Linked DNA regions of Mus musculus: all the other regions are linked to region 5. Evidence: chromatin contacts called from public Hi-C, HiChIP or PLAC-seq and promoter capture Hi-C data. All regions are on one chromosome and are shown on one strand. Each heading gives the region's core, a stretch centred on a gene start, on an enhancer-like site or on the middle of the called end of the contact. The rest is flanking DNA. Distances are from core to core; before and after follow the strand shown. Region 1 holds the start of Nsl1 (NSL1, MIS12 kinetochore complex component). Region 2 holds the start of Rps6kc1 (ribosomal protein S6 kinase polypeptide 1). Region 3 holds the start of Angel2 (angel homolog 2). Region 4 holds the start of A230020J21Rik (RIKEN cDNA A230020J21 gene). Region 5 holds the start of Traf3ip3 (TRAF3 interacting protein 3).

Evidence for each region. Promoter capture Hi-C pulls out the DNA fragments that hold promoters and counts their contacts. A called contact is a pair of places that touch in the nucleus more often than the background predicts. HiChIP or PLAC-seq counts read pairs in DNA pulled down with a chosen protein or histone mark.
Region 1: a promoter capture Hi-C map of pre-B cells shows a contact between it and region 5. The contact joins the promoter of Nsl1 here to the promoter of Traf3ip3 in region 5. A contact is called at or near these places in 2 of 39 promoter capture datasets (the C10 cell line and pre-B cells) and 1 of 484 Hi-C or Micro-C datasets (B cells).
Region 2: a contact with region 5 is called in an H3K27ac HiChIP or PLAC-seq map of acute myeloid leukemia, with 9 times the contacts expected there. The contact joins the promoter of Rps6kc1 here to the promoter of Traf3ip3 in region 5.
Region 3: a contact with region 5 is called in a promoter capture Hi-C map of the HPC-7 cell line. The contact joins the promoter of Angel2 here to the promoter of Traf3ip3 in region 5. A contact is called at or near these places in 1 of 39 promoter capture datasets (the HPC-7 cell line), 1 of 115 datasets of contacts at active chromatin or transcription factors (large pre-B cells) and 1 of 9 other capture datasets (liver).
Region 4: a Hi-C map of B cells shows a contact between it and region 5, with 7 read pairs. The contact joins the promoter of A230020J21Rik here to the promoter of Traf3ip3 in region 5. A contact is called at or near these places in 2 of 39 promoter capture datasets (the C10 cell line and pre-B cells) and 1 of 484 Hi-C or Micro-C datasets (B cells).

The regions. Positions count from the first base shown.
Region 1 is chr1:191,061,538-191,064,846 of GRCm38.p6, reverse strand. It overlaps Nsl1 (NSL1, MIS12 kinetochore complex component), which reads right to left and starts at 1,826. Exons shown (of 6, transcript NM_198654.3): 1 at 1,575-1,826. The coding sequence starts at 1,808. It overlaps Tatdn3 (TatD DNase domain containing 3), which reads left to right and starts at 1,937. Exons shown (of 10, transcript NM_001357166.1): 1 at 1,937-2,046. The coding sequence starts at 1,990.
Region 2 is chr1:190,909,990-190,913,216 of GRCm38.p6, reverse strand. It overlaps Rps6kc1 (ribosomal protein S6 kinase polypeptide 1), which reads left to right and starts at 1,447. Exons shown (of 15, transcript NM_178775.4): 1 at 1,447-1,661. The coding sequence starts at 1,557.
Region 3 is chr1:190,927,030-190,930,274 of GRCm38.p6, reverse strand. Angel2 (angel homolog 2) reads right to left here and starts at 1,770. Exons shown (of 9, transcript NM_021421.4): 1 at 1,517-1,770. The coding sequence starts at 1,575.
Region 4 is chr1:191,023,987-191,027,591 of GRCm38.p6, reverse strand. A230020J21Rik (RIKEN cDNA A230020J21 gene) reads right to left here and starts at 2,241. Exons shown (of 2, transcript NR_027298.1): 1 at 1,023-2,241. Flvcr1 (feline leukemia virus subgroup C cellular receptor 1) reads left to right here and starts at 1,402. Exons shown (of 10, transcript NM_001081259.1): 1 at 1,402-2,215. The coding sequence starts at 1,499.
Region 5 is chr1:193,200,066-193,203,311 of GRCm38.p6, reverse strand. Traf3ip3 (TRAF3 interacting protein 3) reads left to right here and starts at 1,766. Exons shown (of 16, transcript NM_153137.4): 1 at 1,766-2,017; 2 at 2,314-2,419.

The DNA.
Region 1 (3,309 bases), core at 577-3,076, 2.1 Mb after region 5:
ACTGTTGTCAATGGGCACGCCTTCTGTACCACTTCTATAATTAAGAAGTAAGCATAAATAATGACTGATAATTATGAGCTAGAGTATGTATTCTATACTAGTATCTTATAAAAAGGGCTGTGATATAGCTCAGTGGACAACACTTTGCTAGCAAGAGCAAGGAAGGCTCTGCTTTCAATTCTTAGCACTAAAGGGAAAAAAAAACCTATTTTATAGGATAAGATTCTTACTATATTAAACTCTTGAGGACATTTAGAAAACAAATTGTCTTTGAAATACTCATTGCTGTTTCATCTATCATTTAAGAATGTCACTGTGTTTCTCAGTCTTTCCTAGATGTTTATCAACAAACCTTCTCTACTTCTGATTCTCTTTAAGATCTCATTCAACAAGCTATTAGAGGTGAAGTCACATTTGTCTATTCCTACATGTAAATGTTCTCATTATCTTAGCATTTTTCTATAATCAGATAAACCCTCTTAGTTACAGTCATCTCCCAAGATAACTATTAAAAACATTAAGTGCCGTTTCTCTCCTTGCCTTACTTCTAAGGAGAGAATAACACAGGAGCTACTATTCCCAAAACTGGGGTATAAAACTACAATCCAAGGAAGGTTTCTTCATTATTCTTTCCCTTAACCACTGTTGTTTTAGTTTTTGATGCTGACAACCTCTATATTTACTCTGCACTCTTGTCATTGGTCATGAATGTGCTGTTACAAGCTTGAAACTTTCCCCTACATATAGGCTGTTTATCTGCTTGAGTTAGCAGTCCTTCGATCTCTAGTGTCTTTTCCCAGAAACCATCATATTCAGGGGTACACAAAATATAGGAGAAATAAGTGTGTTCTAAGGGTTTATGGGTGCCGGGGGAGCAACAGGATGCACAGGTTCTACGTAGCCCTGGCTTGTCTGGAACTCACGGCGTGGACCAGACTAGTCTCGAACTCACAGAGATTTGCATGCCCCTGCCTTCCGAGTACTTGGCATACACTGTCATGACCAGCTCAACTAGAACTTGGTAAAATTTAACACCAAGACAGCTTCTTCATCTATTTTCAACTTAAAAAGAAAATGTTTTCTCCCCGAATCCACACGATGTTATAAAAACAAACAAAAACAATAACAATGACCAAAAACCTAGCCAGATGACTGACTTCAAGGATTATCATTTCCTGGAGAATTCCTCATACCAACCAGCAAAGTTGCGCTGGCCCACAGGAGAGCGACTTTGTCTTTACTGCGCACTTAACTACCAAAAGAAATGTTTTGTAAAACACAAGATTTGAAAGCTTGCTATGAAAGCAAAATGTGATGCCTTGTTTATACGTATAGCGCTGTACATGTTCAAGAATATGGGTACACTTAATACCGCCTGCTTCTTAAGATTACATACGTGTTCGCCCTGTATGTTCCTGACAGGAAGCAGCACCCAGGCGGCACTAGCATCTAGTTGCCTTCCCTGGCATTTCCCAAGCCAGTCTTGGGCATCGTTCCATCTGCGAAGGCCTGACATGGGCCCCGAGCCAGAGCCAGGATGCGCTGGGTGAGGACCGGGAAAGAGGGGTCCGTACCCACTGTGCGTCCCGCAGCGCGAGCTCGCGGACGTCCTCCGGCAGCACGGCCCCGAGCTCCTGCACGAAGCGACCGCACATCTCCATCACTTCCATCACCGCCCTCTTCAAGGTGCAGCGCACTCGGAAGTCCTCTAGGGGAGAGTCTGCTGCCGTGGCCTGAGGGTCTGAGGCGGCCTGGGCATCGTGGTCCTGCGGGGCGGAGACGAGCACTGTTTCAGAGACAGCCGCCATCTTCCCGGTTTAAACTAAGGCGGGAATCGCTGAGACCGGAAGGATGCTTCCCTCCCTGGAACGCTCCTGCACGCGTCCGACTGGAAACCCGATCCGCCGCCGCCGCAAGGTTCCGCCTCGGGTTCCGCGGCCCCAGAGTTCCGCCGCCTGGCTTGCAGTCGAGAAGCCTGCAGGAGTAGCTATGGGTTTGGGGTTAGTGGACTGTCACTGCCATCTCTCCGCCTCGGACTTTGACAACGTATGTGAGGGGGACTTGGGGCTTGCGGGAGTCGGGAGGGCCGTGTCTCCTTTCCCGCAAGTTTTTCTCCCCCAAATCCTCAGACCGTACCTAGTCTATGGCGACCCTTTCGAACCAGCGTCCTGGAACTGACATTCCTCATCTTACACGGCGGTTAACTATTTCTATGAAGCTTTAGTTTGTCGTCTCAACACCCCTTTCTCCTACCACTCTTGAGGTGTGCTGATCCATCCAAGCCCTTAGCAGAGGTTCTAGTTCTGGCCCGGCAGAGGGACAAACAAAAATAATAACACTTGATGGAGTGAATGTGTAGGGATGGAAATAGGTTTTACCGGCTACATTGGGGAAAGTGAAGAGGAAGGAGAAGTAGGTGCCTTTTTCTTAGGAGGTGACGCTTAGGGTGTGAGTGTATGGTAGTGATGAACACCGGCAGGTTGTAGACCTCCCATACATTATAGAATTTGATCTGTTTTAGTTAACCAGCAGCTGGAAACACTTAATAAAGGAGAAATTTCCAGGAGCTGGGAAGGGTAGGTCAAGGTCAGTAAGACATTTGGATTGCATTAGATGCACAGTCTTAACCCTTAAAAGTTTAAAAACAAACCCATTTTAAATATATATAGAGAGCGAATATTCTGAAGACAAATTTGCTGCTGAGTGGCAAAAAGGTGGAGGAGAGAAAGTGAGAGCATTTAGGAAACGTCTCAGTTTACAGACAAGAGCTGGTAGAAGCCAGTACAGTGAGAATATCATGAGAATACCATGTACTCAACAAATTTTAGGAATAACACCAACAGTACATGCATGCCTTGGATAAGAACAGCAAGGGGAGGAAGAAATCGAGCATGACTTAGATTTCAGTTTGTGCTTCCTGTAAGGAAGATGGTGATGGCCTTTGCTGAGACGAGAAAAGGTTTGGGATCAGAGTGGGCAGGTGGGCAGCTGGAAATCCTAGTGGGGGGATATTGGTTAAGTCTGATCTCATCCAAGTGGAAAGATTAGAATACATAATCATTTCAAATGTGAGTCGTGGGTCTTGGAGAGAGTAAAAACTCTGTAAGTTGGAGATTCAGCATGGTATCAAAAACCACGAGAAGGGGAGGATATAGCTTAGTGATAGAGATCTTACATAGTGTGGTCGAGGATGTTAAACAAACAAAGGAAAAAGGCAGAATCCCTTAAGGCAAGTGGAAAGAGAACAGAAGAGCTTGAAGTCACAAAAAGGACAGAGAATCAGTCAAGGAGACTGAAGAGTTACCTACC
Region 2 (3,227 bases), core at 198-2,697, 2.3 Mb after region 5:
TGGTGATTTTTTTTTTTTGTGGGTACCAGGTATACATGTGGTCAACATACATGCAGGCAGGCAAAAGACCCATACACATAAGAGAAATAATAAGAAAAGCCTAAAGGCTCAGAAGAGGTTAATAGTCGAAGATCAAACATACAGGGTGGAGACATTATTAGAACAACGTTTTTCTTTCTGCCAAAGAGAGTGGAAATCAGCACATGAGTGGAGCAAGTAGTTTTCAAATGAGCAAGGGTGTCAGGCTGGGATGGAGATGTGAGCAGACAAAGGGTGCTAAAGTCACTCTTTTCCTTTGTAAAAGGATTTTTATTTTTATGTCTATGGGTGTTTTTCTGCTCTTAGGTATGTGTACTACTTGTGTGCTGGAGGAGGCCAGAAGAGGGCATCAGATCCCTCAGAACTGGAGTTACAGGCAGCTAAGAGCTGCCACTGGCATGCTGGGATTTGAACCTCACCCATTCCTCCGGAAGAGCAATCAGAGATCCTAACTAACTACTCAACCACATCTCTAATTCTTCTTACCATCTCTGTTTCTCCCTCTTTGTTTCTTCCCTTCCTTCCTTCCTTAATTGTGTGTTCTAGGGGTTAGAAGGCAGGGAGGAGAGGAAGCAAGAGACACAGAATTAACAACGACAGAACCTTGCAATGAATCTTTTGGGAATGAGAGCTCTGATCAAGAGAAAGTTAAAAAAAAATTGCCAGGTAGGGGATGCCAATCAATAGAAACTGGAGACTCTTTGTAGTGACTTTGAGAGTCTCCTTCTACAACCCCCACAACAGATGCACATTTAAGAGTCTAGGGACTGTTGAAAAAACAACAAACTTCTTTGTTGTTGTTGTTGTTGAGAGTCTTGTTATGTATAGCAGACTGCCCTGGATCCTGTGACTGAGCAAATTTTGTGTTTTGAGACAGGTTCTCCCCATGTAGCCCAGCTTAACTCTGAACTCACTACTTGACCCATGTTGGTCTCAAGCAATCTCCCTGAGAGAGTGGGAGGGATGCACTTCTATTCTACGTAGGGTGAGGGCTTGTCGTGCAGCTGTAGGTATGTCAAAGAGGGTTCATCTACGGGAAAATGGGGACGTGTCTGTCAGAGCGCTGCGATGTTGCTGTGGGCACCGCACAGAGTAAGTAGGGAAGGAAAGGAGATGCTTGGCTCGGGTACCGCTGCGTCCATCACCCAGGACTCTACAGGAGCACAGGGCGGGAGGCCCAACCCTCTCCCCAGCTCGCAAATTCTAGTAGACATCGAAGCTAGTGCACCAGGAGACTTAGTAGGGACGCCTCCGGTATCCATGGCGACTGAGCTAGGCGCTAGTAACCACAGCGGACGATACAGCTCGGAGAGGATCCAGAGCCGCACCTTCTTATCCCGAACGTCGACCGGGATGACCCGGAAGTCTGTGTGGTGATCCGGAAGCAGATCCAAGCGACAGCCCCCCAGGAGCCACCGCCCCCTCTTCGCGGTGCTCGTGCTTAGTGCTGCGTGGAGTCCGGCACAGCTGGGGCTGCCCGATGGTCCCCAGCTGGCGGAAGCACGGGCGGAGGGAGGATGACCTCTCCTTGGGGTCACAGTGCGGACCTGGCCCGCTTCTACACTGTCACCGAGCCCCAGCGACACCCCAGGGGCTACACTGTCTATAAGGTTACCGCACGGGTGAGTTTCTGGATAGGGACACTGGGCGGGGCACGGGCTCCGGGCTGCGGCTGGGTGCGGCGAGTGGTAGGTAGGTTGGTAGGGAGGGATGGAGACTCGGACAGGAGACCCTAGACAGTACACAGGAACTCCAGGCAGAGATGGGACTCTAGGTTCGAGATGTTGAGGACCCCAGGCAGGAGATGGGATCTCAGAATGGAGATGCTGGGGACCCTTGCCAGGAGACAGGACTCCAGGATGGAGATATTGGAGACCTCAGTCAGGAGAGAGGGACCCCAGGATGGAGATGATGGGAACTCTAAGCATGAGAATGGACTCCTGGTAGACTGGAGTGCAGGCTCCATAAGGGATGCTGGGCTCCACCAGCCATTCTGGGGTGGAACACTGGTGGATGTCTTTAAATGGATGACCTAGTCCTCTGTCCTATGTGGACTTTCTCTTGAAATGAAATTTGCAGAATTGGGCTGGTGCATTCCAGAGGGAAAACACACACTTAAAAATGTTAGTGGGTGTGTTGTGGGGCTTATGTAACGGAAGGGACGTTTCCTCTTCTCATTCAGTGGCTGGCTTGCCGTGAGGCAGGTAGAATCTTGGGAAGATTTCGCTGTTAAGACGCTCGTCTTGGATCTTTAGCCTTTGCTTCTGAGTTTTGATGAGTCTTTTCAGGAGACACATGTGTACTTAAGTGAGACTTGAGGGTGGTTGGTGTGGCACAATGGCTCAGCAGGTAAAGATGCTTGCTGTCAAGCCCGAAGAACTGTTTTCATTCCCTGGGACCTACATGGTGGAAGGAGAGAACTGACTCCTGCAAATTGTCCTCTGACCACTGAAGGTGTCGTCCCCCCAAATAAATAAATGGTAATTTTTTTTTACATAAATTCACTGTTCCAAATTTAGTACTGTTTTTCTTAAATTTTGTTGCCTCAGCTTAAGTTTTGAGAACTCGTTTTCCTGGGAAATGAGAACAATAACATGAAATAAGTGCTTATGTGCACTGCTGTGTGTATGCTGGGCATTTTGTACAACTTCATGATGAGGAAGCAGATTCAAGGAAGTTTAAAAGTTTGCTAAAGTTTCTGTTGCAGAGCAGTAGCAGCTTTGAGCTTCGGGACCAGTTCTGCTTAACCCACGATGAGGAAACTCAGTTGCTAGTGTTAAGTCTTGAAGAAGAGGGGTATTGACGGAGGGGCAATAATAATGTTAATAGTGCAGTGAATATTCAAAAAGCACTCAGGAATCTGCCCTGAGGAAGCTGAGAGAAGAGATTGGGGTAAACTGAGCTTGGGGCATGCAAGGGGCTGGCAGCATTTGGAGATGATGCAGAGTCAGACAGATGGGAGTGTGTCGCTGGGTTGAGCAAGTTTCTCAAGACAGCAAGAAGACCAAGTTCTTAAGAGTAGGGAGAAGTTTGCCTAGGTCAGTGTTGTGTACGTGGGGTGTGAGTAGCAGTTTTTTCAAAGAAATGTAAGGAAGTGAGGAGATTCTTGCTAGGCAATCTTGAGACCTCTTTGGTCATTTGCGATCTTTGGTTTCCTGATACACAACTTCTCGAACCAGAACTATTTA
Region 3 (3,245 bases), core at 521-3,020, 2.3 Mb after region 5:
AGCACTGCCTCCTACTGCATTATCTGGCAAAGTGTTAGGGTTCTGAGGACTATACTTCTGGGGTTTGTGTCTCAACATCTACTATCACTAAGGTTTGCTTAAGTTGTATTAAGATTTTGTTATGCTGAATTTCTTTATTATGCTATTTTTCATTAGAAAAGATAACCTATATTGTGTACTTTAAACTTAAGTACTCTCAAACTATTCTCTAAATCAACCCTACTGTAAATCTTTAAGGTCACAACATGGGCACTATATCTTGCAATTGACCCCGAAAGTCATTCAAAGGGATTTCAGCACTTGGATCTTGTCTTGTTTTGTTTTTAAATTTAAAAATTTTGAGGTGGCCCATGAGTTTGATCCCAGCACTCAGGAGGCAGAGGTAGGCAGATCTGAGTTGAAGGCCAGCCTGGTCTACACAATGAATCCCAGGACAGCCAGAGATACAAAGAAAAACCCTCCTTCTCTAAAAAACAAACAAACAAAAAACCAAGACAAAAACCAAGTCCAAGACCATCAGCACAGGCTGGTGGTGTCTCTAATTCTCCTGCCTCCACCTCCCCAGTGCTATAACGGTTTACTTTCTGTCTTGAAATGTTTCTATACTGCAACCTGCACAGTGACGCTTATTCTTTGGATTGGCAGTTATTTATACCACATCTTTTTCTTGTAAGATAGTGAGCTTTTGAGGGTTCGAACCTCAGTATTCTCTGAAAGCCCAGTCTCCACCCAAGGGCCAAGCACACAGCTGGTACTCAGAAAATGCCATAGCACAGGAACCAGGAATGGAGTGGGCAGATCCCAACGGCTTATGTAACGACAGTGTGCTATTTCCCACGCGTGGTACGATATAGTTTCAAAGGTTATACAAACCACTGGAATCTTAATAACTAAGTCCTCAAAGTTTATAGGAGAAAAACATAATCCGTACATCCAATTTAAGATTCGGTGGATACTACTTGGGGTGACATTATTAGAGGCTGCATGTACTGTGGCGCTTTAAAATTTCAAGTGAGTTATTTTTTTACTTTTGGAGGCGGAGTGTCACGCTCGCTGCCTAATCCAGGCCAGCCTCAAATTCATGGTTATCCTCCCGCCTCGGCCTCCGGGGTGTGGAAAGTGCAGGCGTGAGCCATCACGCCAGGCTCTCAAAGAGTGGATTGAAAGAAAAATACCCAGGACGGAGCAAGAACTTGAGTGGCGGTGAAAGTTGGCCTCCGCGTGACCGACGCTGCCCAGCCACCCCGGGGCGCGCAGCCTCCCTCCGGGCGGGGCCCTGCGCGCGGGCGGCGGCGGCGAGCGTGGAGGCCGCGCGAGGCCCGCAGGATCCCGGAGGCCGCGGCCACCGCTGCTGCCCGCCCGCGCGTTACCTCTCCCCGGGCGCCGCCTGGCGCGTCCCCGCCGCGGACCCTCTTCCTCCGCCTTCCTCCCGCGCCCCGCCGCCCCGCCCCTCCCCTCCCCGCCCGCCCCTCCAGGTCCCTCCCTCTGTCCATCCCGCCGGCCGCTCGCCACTGACCGGCCTCGCCCCGCCACACAGCGGCCGTAGCCCCTCCTCACACAGCGCCACGTCTCCATCTTGGCTCTCTGTGAGCGCCCAACGCCCGGGCCCGCGGCTGCACCTCAGCTTCGGCCGCTCGCCGGGTCCTACCGGATCCCCATCACTCGGCTCCCGGCCGGCCGCTAGGCATGCTGGGAGGAGCGTCTCGCCGCAGGCCCGGTCACCATCTTGCCTTCTGGGGCAGTTCCTTTAAGCAGTGCGACTCCGGGCATGCGCAGAGCGTGCGCGGACAGCCATTTCCTGGTAGGGCGGAAGGCTAGCGCTTGACGGCTTTCTTAAGACATAGGAAGGAGCAGGAGCTGCGTGAGACCTAAAGTGTATTTACGTGGTTGCGTAGATCCAAAAGGTAGATTTCCACGTTGAGGAAATACTATTCTGTGGGTTCCCGTAGAACTTTATAATTGATTTTGTGCAAATCTCAGAGAACCCACTTGTACATTAATTAGTGCGTTGATGATCCGAGTCTGTCAGATCGAGCGTAGCTTTCTTGGAAAACATAAATGGAGAAGGGACAGCGAGAATAGCGAGGCAGAGGGCACTGGAAACCAGGGTCGCTGCTTGCTTAGTTTCTTTGGTAGAGCTGTGTAGCTGTGGGTAGTAATTTCTTGGGAAGTTTTGTTCTTTTCCTTGTGTTAATTTTGAGAGATACTTTATCCTTCGTGTATATCCTTCTCTTTATCTGCAGTTGTTATATTGTGTAAACATGTCAGGAATGCTGAATTAGCAAACTCTGAGGAAAGCTAGTCTCTGATTGCACACGCACACTCGTGAGTGTCCTTAGACAAAAGTCTTGTGCAGTCCAGGCATTCGTCAAACTTATCTCACATGCCTGTCTGAGCACTGTGGTCACCAGCAACGTACTGCCATACTTGGCTTCGGACCACATTTTCATCAACCAATATGAAGTCTTGTTTTATGCATGTTCCTTATTTAATTTATATTGTCACTTCATTAACGTTAAACTCTGTCCAACAGTCTTCTGATACATACCTAATTGAAGATAATTTAGTACACATATTTTCTCTATATTACATCATTAACTTTTGTCACCTCAGAATCTTGCAGCAGTATACTTGGGGGGCACTTTTAATAGAAAAATCAGTAAAACTGTGGGAAAGGGACACTAAGTAGTCGGTAGAAAGGTTAGTTTTTTACGGTCTGAAAACTCAAGAGGGCAGAGTGCCTTGTTTAACCTCAGGGACAAGCACACTAGGCAACTAAAATTTGCCTTTCTCCTTGTTGGAGAAAAACCAAAACACTGTGAGGATTGATTTGGACATTTTAGGTAGGTTTTAGGGAGTAGGCAGTTTACAAACGCAGTGTCCACAAATGGGGGCTGACTGCTTGAGGTTTATACTGTCCTATTTTCTAAGGGTGATCACAATGTTGTTGTTAGTTACATGTGGCCAGTAGTGTCCTATATGCCTTGTTCCATAATCACATTGTAAGTGACTTGTGAACAGTGTCCATGACTCCTGTTCAAATCTATTCAACCTAGTACTCTACTGACTACACAACATACGGCAAACAAAGATCATTGATAGGGTTATTAACTGGAGCAGACTTAAGGAAGACCTGTCAATCACCAGACTTTCTCCTCCAAGCACACCTTAGCTCCTCTGCTTGTTGTGCAAAGAAAAATGTAGTGTTTTGAAATAAGCAAATGGCATTAAGGTCCTTCCTTCCT
Region 4 (3,605 bases), core at 992-3,491, 2.2 Mb after region 5:
ATAACTGGGACTACAGGCGTGTGCTCAGCTTGAGCATGTTTGTTTGTTTATTTGTTTGTTTAGGAGCCTTCACAGGCTCCACAGTCCATGAGACCATTAACATCTCTGAATACTTAAGATAAATTTTGTTGAGCATTAAAAACACAATTCATATTTTTATAAATTCACAAAATAAACGTTTTGAGCGCAGATTAAGTCCATTGGGTTCCTCATTTAGTTTTTTTTTTTTTTTCAGAGACTCAATAATCTAATTCAGTTACTCAATAATCTAAAACAACCTCCAAAGGAACATCTACAAAGCCGTGCTGGGAAGAACTTACAGGGTTTCCCTTCTTTTCTTAACATAGTGTGTTTGTTGGGGAGGGCACCTGTGTGATGGTCAGAGAACAACTCTGCGGGTGCTGAAGAACTGAACTCAGGTTTGCCGGGTTGTCAGAAAGAGACGTTACCCCCTGAACAGTCTCGCTCTATACGAGCCTCACTTTTCCTAAAGAAATGAATTAATTTACAAAATACTTTGTGGAGCTATTCACAGCATGGGGAACTCCCCAGCGGCTGTATCACCATAGACAATGCCTTGTCCCTCTGCACCCTCAAACTGTTAATAGTTCTCCTATCTCCCCATGACTAAAGGTTTATGGGCTTGGTCTTCTGCAGGTCCCCTGCAGCCACTGTGAGCTCATTAGCGCCAGAGTCATTCCAACACTCAGGAAGCAGAGATAGGTGGATTTCCATGAATTCGGGTCAACCTGCCTACAGAGTCCCGGGTGACACCCTGTCTAAAAAGGAGGATCAGAGGGAGAGAGAGTGAGTAAATCTTAAGTCCTGGCACCCCGTGTTTGCACGCACAGCTTCCCAAAGGGTAGCAGGCTGACTTTGTCTAAGGCCCAGTAGGACCCTGATGCTTCCGGAGCTCTGCCCTCATCCGGTCCCGGGATGTGCAAGTACACGGTTAGCTTATGCACAGACTTTGGTTACTGGTGGGGTACAGGAGGCAGGCAGGGGCTGCACCTGTCCATTACCTCCTTCAGTCCTCTGCGTGGATGGAGCCGCTCAGCTCAATCAACGCAAAGGCCTGCTTCTGAGGAAGCCTCTTTCTTTGGGCGGACGGAAATGCTTTCTGGCGCTCTCCTTCCAAGATAACCTGAGGCTAAACGCTGCGGAGCGAGCGCAGAGAAAGGCCTGGCAGCTCCAGCAAACCACAGCGTAGAGAACGCCTGCCTTGGGCTCCTCTTACATCTTCACAAGCTTGACCCCGCCCCTCTTCTCGGCAACTCCCCGATTGGTTTTCTGGACTTCCGAAACGCTCAATGATTGGATGGAGGGTCGCACTACGCGATACGAGATGCCCTGGGGGCGGGGACTGCCGGCAAGAGCCAGGCGCGGTGAGCTCTGCTTCACTTAGTCAGCAAGCGGCGCAGGCGAGCGCGCTGAACCGGGTGGGACCTAGGAGCCGGCGAGGAGCACTAAGGGGCGGCGGGGCGGGGAGCCGGGAGGCATGGCGCGGCCCGATGACGAGGTGGGGCCGGCCGTGGCGCCCGGGCACCCGCTGGGGAAGGGATACCTTCCAGTGCCCAAGGGCGCCCCGGACGGGGAGGCGCGCTTGGTACCGCAAAACGGGCCTGAGGCGCTGAACGGAGGCCCCGGGCTCGGCCCGCTGATCGCGGGAGCCCAGGGCGGGCCGCAAGCCCTGATAGCGGCGGAGGAGGAGACCCAGGCCCGGCTGTTGCCCGCGGGCGACGGGGAGGACGTCCCATGCCCCGCGTGTCCCCCGCGCACAGCGCTGTCGCCGAGGCGCTTCGTGGTGCTGCTCATCTTCAGCCTTTACTCGCTGGTGAACGCCTTCCAGTGGATCCAGTACAGCAGCATCAGCAACGTGTTCGAGGACTTCTACGAGGTGTCGCCGCTGCACATCAACTGGCTGTCCATGGTGTACATGGTGGCCTACGTGCCCCTCATCTTCCCGGCCACCTGGCTGCTGGACACGCGAGGCCTGCGGCTCACGGCGCTGCTGGGCTCCGGCCTCAACTGCCTGGGAGCCTGGGTCAAGTGCGGCAGCGTGCAGCGGCACCTCTTCTGGGTCACCATGCTGGGGCAGATCCTGTGCTCCGTGGCCCAGGTCTTCATCCTGGGCTTGCCCTCCCCCGTCGCCTCGGTATGGTTTGGACCCAAGGAGGTGTCGACGGCTTGTGCCACAGCAGTGCTGGGCAATCAGGTAAAGACTGGAACGTCTAGATAACTGGGATCCTTTCAGGCTGGTAGGAAGTCATAGGCCGGGCTGGGGCAACGGTCTGTGGGTAAAGTGCATACTATAGAAGCGTGAAGACTGGGCTCCAGCACCACGAGAAAAGCCTGGCACGGTGGCTCCAGGGTGTATTCCCAGCCAGCACTGACAGGTGAGGAGGACAGCTCCTGAGAAAGGACACCGAGGTTGCCCTCTGGCCTACACACAGGCGCACACACGGGCACGCTTGGAAACTGGCGGTAAAAGAGATCTCAGGTGTTTTTGTCGCCACTGCAGAAGAAAGGTCTTGAGATCTGGAAAGTTTGTTTCCATGTTAAATGTCCTTGGAACAGCCCTGATTTAATTGTATTAGTATTAGTAGTCAGCCCAGCTTGGCACCTACTGGTCACGTATAAGTGAATGTTCAATAAATGCTCCGGTGATAAAGACTTGGCAGTATTACTGAGTCCAGCTATTAGTTCTTAACCGTGAGACAGTGGAAGGCAAATCACTGATCAAGAATGGTTAGTGGGATAAGTCAAGGCTTCCTTAAGAAATGATCTTGTTTTTTTCTACCATCATAAATTCAAATGCCACTAGAATAACAGAAATAATAGTAGGTAAAAGGTTTTTGTATGTGATTTATTTATTTAAAACGGTCTCTTCCACTGTGTAGGGCAGGCTGGTCTGGAAATCACAGTGTCCCCCTGGCTGGCCTCAAACTTGACAATCTTGCTTCAGGCTCCCAAACACCACCATGAGTCACCACAATATTATGTTTGCATTTGTTAATTTTAGGCTTGTTATTGTAACTTAAAATTTTGCTAGAGGGCACTTGTGACACCTGATGTTTTTGTCACCACTGTAAATGTCACATTTTAAAAGATGCTTAGTATTCATTCAGTTGAAGGAAATCTAGTTTAAAAAAAAAATCTATAATCCTTTCTATACATATATTGTTACCTGCCGCCATGTAACTAGAAAATGTTACTTTCTTACTTCAAGTCTCACTTGGGTCAAGATCATGGTTTAAAATACCCCAAGAGACTAAATATGTGTGCCTATTTTATTAGTTACTTTCTTTTTCTAAGTCACTTAATTGCTATGTATCAAAAACAATTTATTACTGATACATTGATTGGTTGTTTCTTTTTTTTTTTTTAAGATTTATTTATTATTATATGTAAGTACACTGTAGCTGTCTTCAGACACACCAGAAGAGGGAGTCAGATCTTGTTACGGATGGTTATGAGCCACCATGTGGTTGCTGGGATTTGAACTCTGGACCTTCGGAAGAGCAGTCGGGTGCTCTTACCCACTGAGCCATCTCACCAGCCCCCGGTTGTTTCTTTATGTTTAGATAGCAGATGTTTTTTAAAAG
Region 5 (3,246 bases), core at 517-3,016:
TTTGCCTACCCCAGACCTCCTGACAGACTCAAGGTTTGTCAATCAGCTTTCCCTCGCCTTAACAAACTCCCCCAAAAAATAAGTTATGAAGAGAGAAGTTTGGAAGGTTCATTCCATGATCAGTTACCTCAGACGTTTCCAGGCCTGTGATGAGGTGAACAGCAGAGCAGAACTTCGTGATAGGGCAAAAGCTCACCTCATGACTAGAAAGTAAAAAGTGGAGAGAAGAGCCTAGATGGACTCTCCCCTCTGAGGACACACTACCAACAGTCTAACTGCCTCCCAATAAGCCCATTCCCAAGATTCTAGCACCTTCCAGCAGTGCTGAGGTGGGGAGCTAGGCTCTGAGATGTGGAACTTTGGGGGATCCAAACCACAGCATATAGATAGATAGATAGATAGATAGATAGATAGATAGATAGATACCACTAGTAGACTAATAAAAGTACCTGGAGCTTTATTCTAGAATAAATTACTTGGGCTGGTAATGCACTCATGTATTCATGCACCCATGCACTCATGCACTCATGTACCCATGTACTCATGAACCCATGCTATGTGACTTTGAACTTGCATTAACATTAGTCCCAGTAGCATGAGTATAGCACCCAAAGAGTACCCAGCCATAGATAAGAATTTGATCTCTGTATACATTTCTATATAGTTTTTAATAAAGTCCAAAAGGATCTATGGCAATTCTGATACAATCTCCTGTCTCCCTGTGTTCTCGGGTATTTCTCACCCTAGGAGCCTCCTTGGTCTGGGTTCTAGTATAAGAATCTGGCCTGCGTGCTTCCTTCCTGCCTACTTCTTGACTTTTTCTCTTAAGAGAATGAGGAAATAGCAGTCATGAAGAGGACTGTGATAAGTTCTCCATGTTAACAAAACTTATCCTAGCTACTTGAATATATCATTATCTGCCTCACACCTGCTTCATACCTGTCTCACACCTGCCTCACACCTGTCTCACACCTGCCTCACACATTTCGAACTGTATAGTCTCCATACTGAGTGGCTTGTTCAGAAGGTTGCAGAGCAGTCCTTGAACTTGTACAAACTCAGTTTCCTGTTTATCTATCCTGAGTTGCTCTGGGATTTCCCATTTGTAAGTTTCTTTTTAATGTATCAGTTCTCTTTAATTTTTCCCAAAATTTCTTAGTTCAATTCACTGGGATTTTTCAGATTCTTTTGGCTACCTGCCTTCTGCCCTCTAGCCCTCCATATTTCACCCCTCCACACTGCCTCATAAAGACATGAATCCAGGATGCCCTCAAGGATCTGGAACTCCACAAAACACACAGATCCTTCAGACCACAGGAGACTCTACCCAATGCCAGTATTGGGAAAAAGAGACTCCAAACAGCTAGATGGTATGAGAAACATCCCTCCTGGGTCTTACCACAGAAGTGGCAAGGTATAGATATGGCCCAGAATTCATCCCTGTGTAGTCCTAGAAAAACATTTTTTTTTAAACAGGGTTTCATGTAGCTCAGGCTAGCCTTGAACTCAATATGGATGATCTTGACCTCCTGGTCCTCCTGCCTCTACTTCCTGAATGCCGGGGTTTCAGGTCTGGCTTTTAATGCTGGGGGTGGAGTCTAGGGCTTTGTGCTTGCTAGGCAAGTAAGCACTCTACCTACCGAGCTACAGCACCAACCAGAGGAAGTGAATACTGGGCTGAAACTGCCAGAGAGCAGACCAATCAGGTAGTTGGAGAGTGGGTGCCTGGGTGGACTTCCTCACCAGCCCTGGAGGCCCCAAGAGTGCAGGGGCCCTCTCAAATTGCTAAGGGCAAGGAGAGGAACTGAGGTTTGTGAACACTGTGGCTTGTGTTTCCTGTTTCAGCATGCTGCTGTGCGAAAATAACGTCAGTATAAGAAGAAAATGGTGAGGGGGTTTAGAAACTTCTTCAGAAACTCGGCTTGACAGCTTCCCCAGCCTTCTGAGACCAGAGAGACCTAGAAAGAAAGGGCTGAAGGCTCTCCTGAGACACTTGAGACAGAACCTGGGACTTGAGGTAACTGTGGAGGAAGATGCTTTGGGATCTTGGTTTGGATCTGCTGACTTAGGGTGGGGCAGAATACGCTCTGCCATGCCAGCCTCCTGCGTAGCAGCAGGTGGTAGAATGTACTCGATGGGGCTTGTATGACAAAAAAACATCCTGTGCTAGAGACCTCAGGCAACCACAGGGTATGGCTCCCAGCTCTGCTCCGTCTGATGGCTTCGGTTAGGTGTGAGTTGCATGGCTTGGTGTTGGTGTGCTCTGCATCCATAACACAAATTAAATGACTTTTCCCAATCCCTTCAATGTAGGGATCCCTGTAACAGGCTCTTCAGCTCCCGCTGAGAACTCTGAACTAAGAAGGCCAGATTCGTGTAGGAAGCCACCCATCATCTCCTCTGCATACACAGCCAGGAGGTAGGTGCAAAACTGTGGCAAGTCAACATGTCTGTAGTTGAGGGGCAGTGTGCTGCTGTCTTCCTGTGCAGGAAGGAGAGCCTTCCCTAGCCAGTACTAGCCCTTCCTCCGAGCTCTAACTAGGCCCTTTCATGTTGGCCAGGGGTACCTCAGAAACTACAGAAATCCTGGGCAGTGGCCTTGTGACCTTTTTCTGAACTACAGGACCAGTTCCTTTTTTTCTATAGCCTGTCCCTGTCCATCAGACTTTCCATAGCCTACTTGCGTTAAAGCAAGCCAGGATGATCCCACCATCCTAGAAGGCTGTGTGGTTCCATACAGGTGTCACGCCACACCCCAGGAGGTGTAGAAGGCTATGGGTTTGGAGACACTCCTCTCTCTAGGGAGCCATTCCTATTGCAACTTCCTAAGCATTAAGACCTAATGATGCAGAGAGTAAAATAGCCATATTTCAGTGGCCCTACAGACAATAGATGGAGAACAGGAAGAGACATCCTCACAGACCTGTTCTCAACCCCTCAGACCTTTCTTCTTCCCGTCTGGAAGGTAGGGAACCTGGGAGCTCCCTCTGGTAAGTCCCACAGTGGGGAGCCTAAGCCCTCACACTTATAATGGCATCTCCTTTCTTCACCTACCTGTTCTTTGACTTCCTGTCTGACCTAATTGAGTTGATGATTACATCCAGACCACACAGAAGTGTTTTGTCCTTGTAACCCAAACTCAGAGACTACAGGAACCACAGTAAAATTATTCCAAGATGGAGCTACAAGCCCTGTTCAGAACTGAGAGTGGGAGTAGGGGAGTCAGAGGGCAAAATTGATCATTCT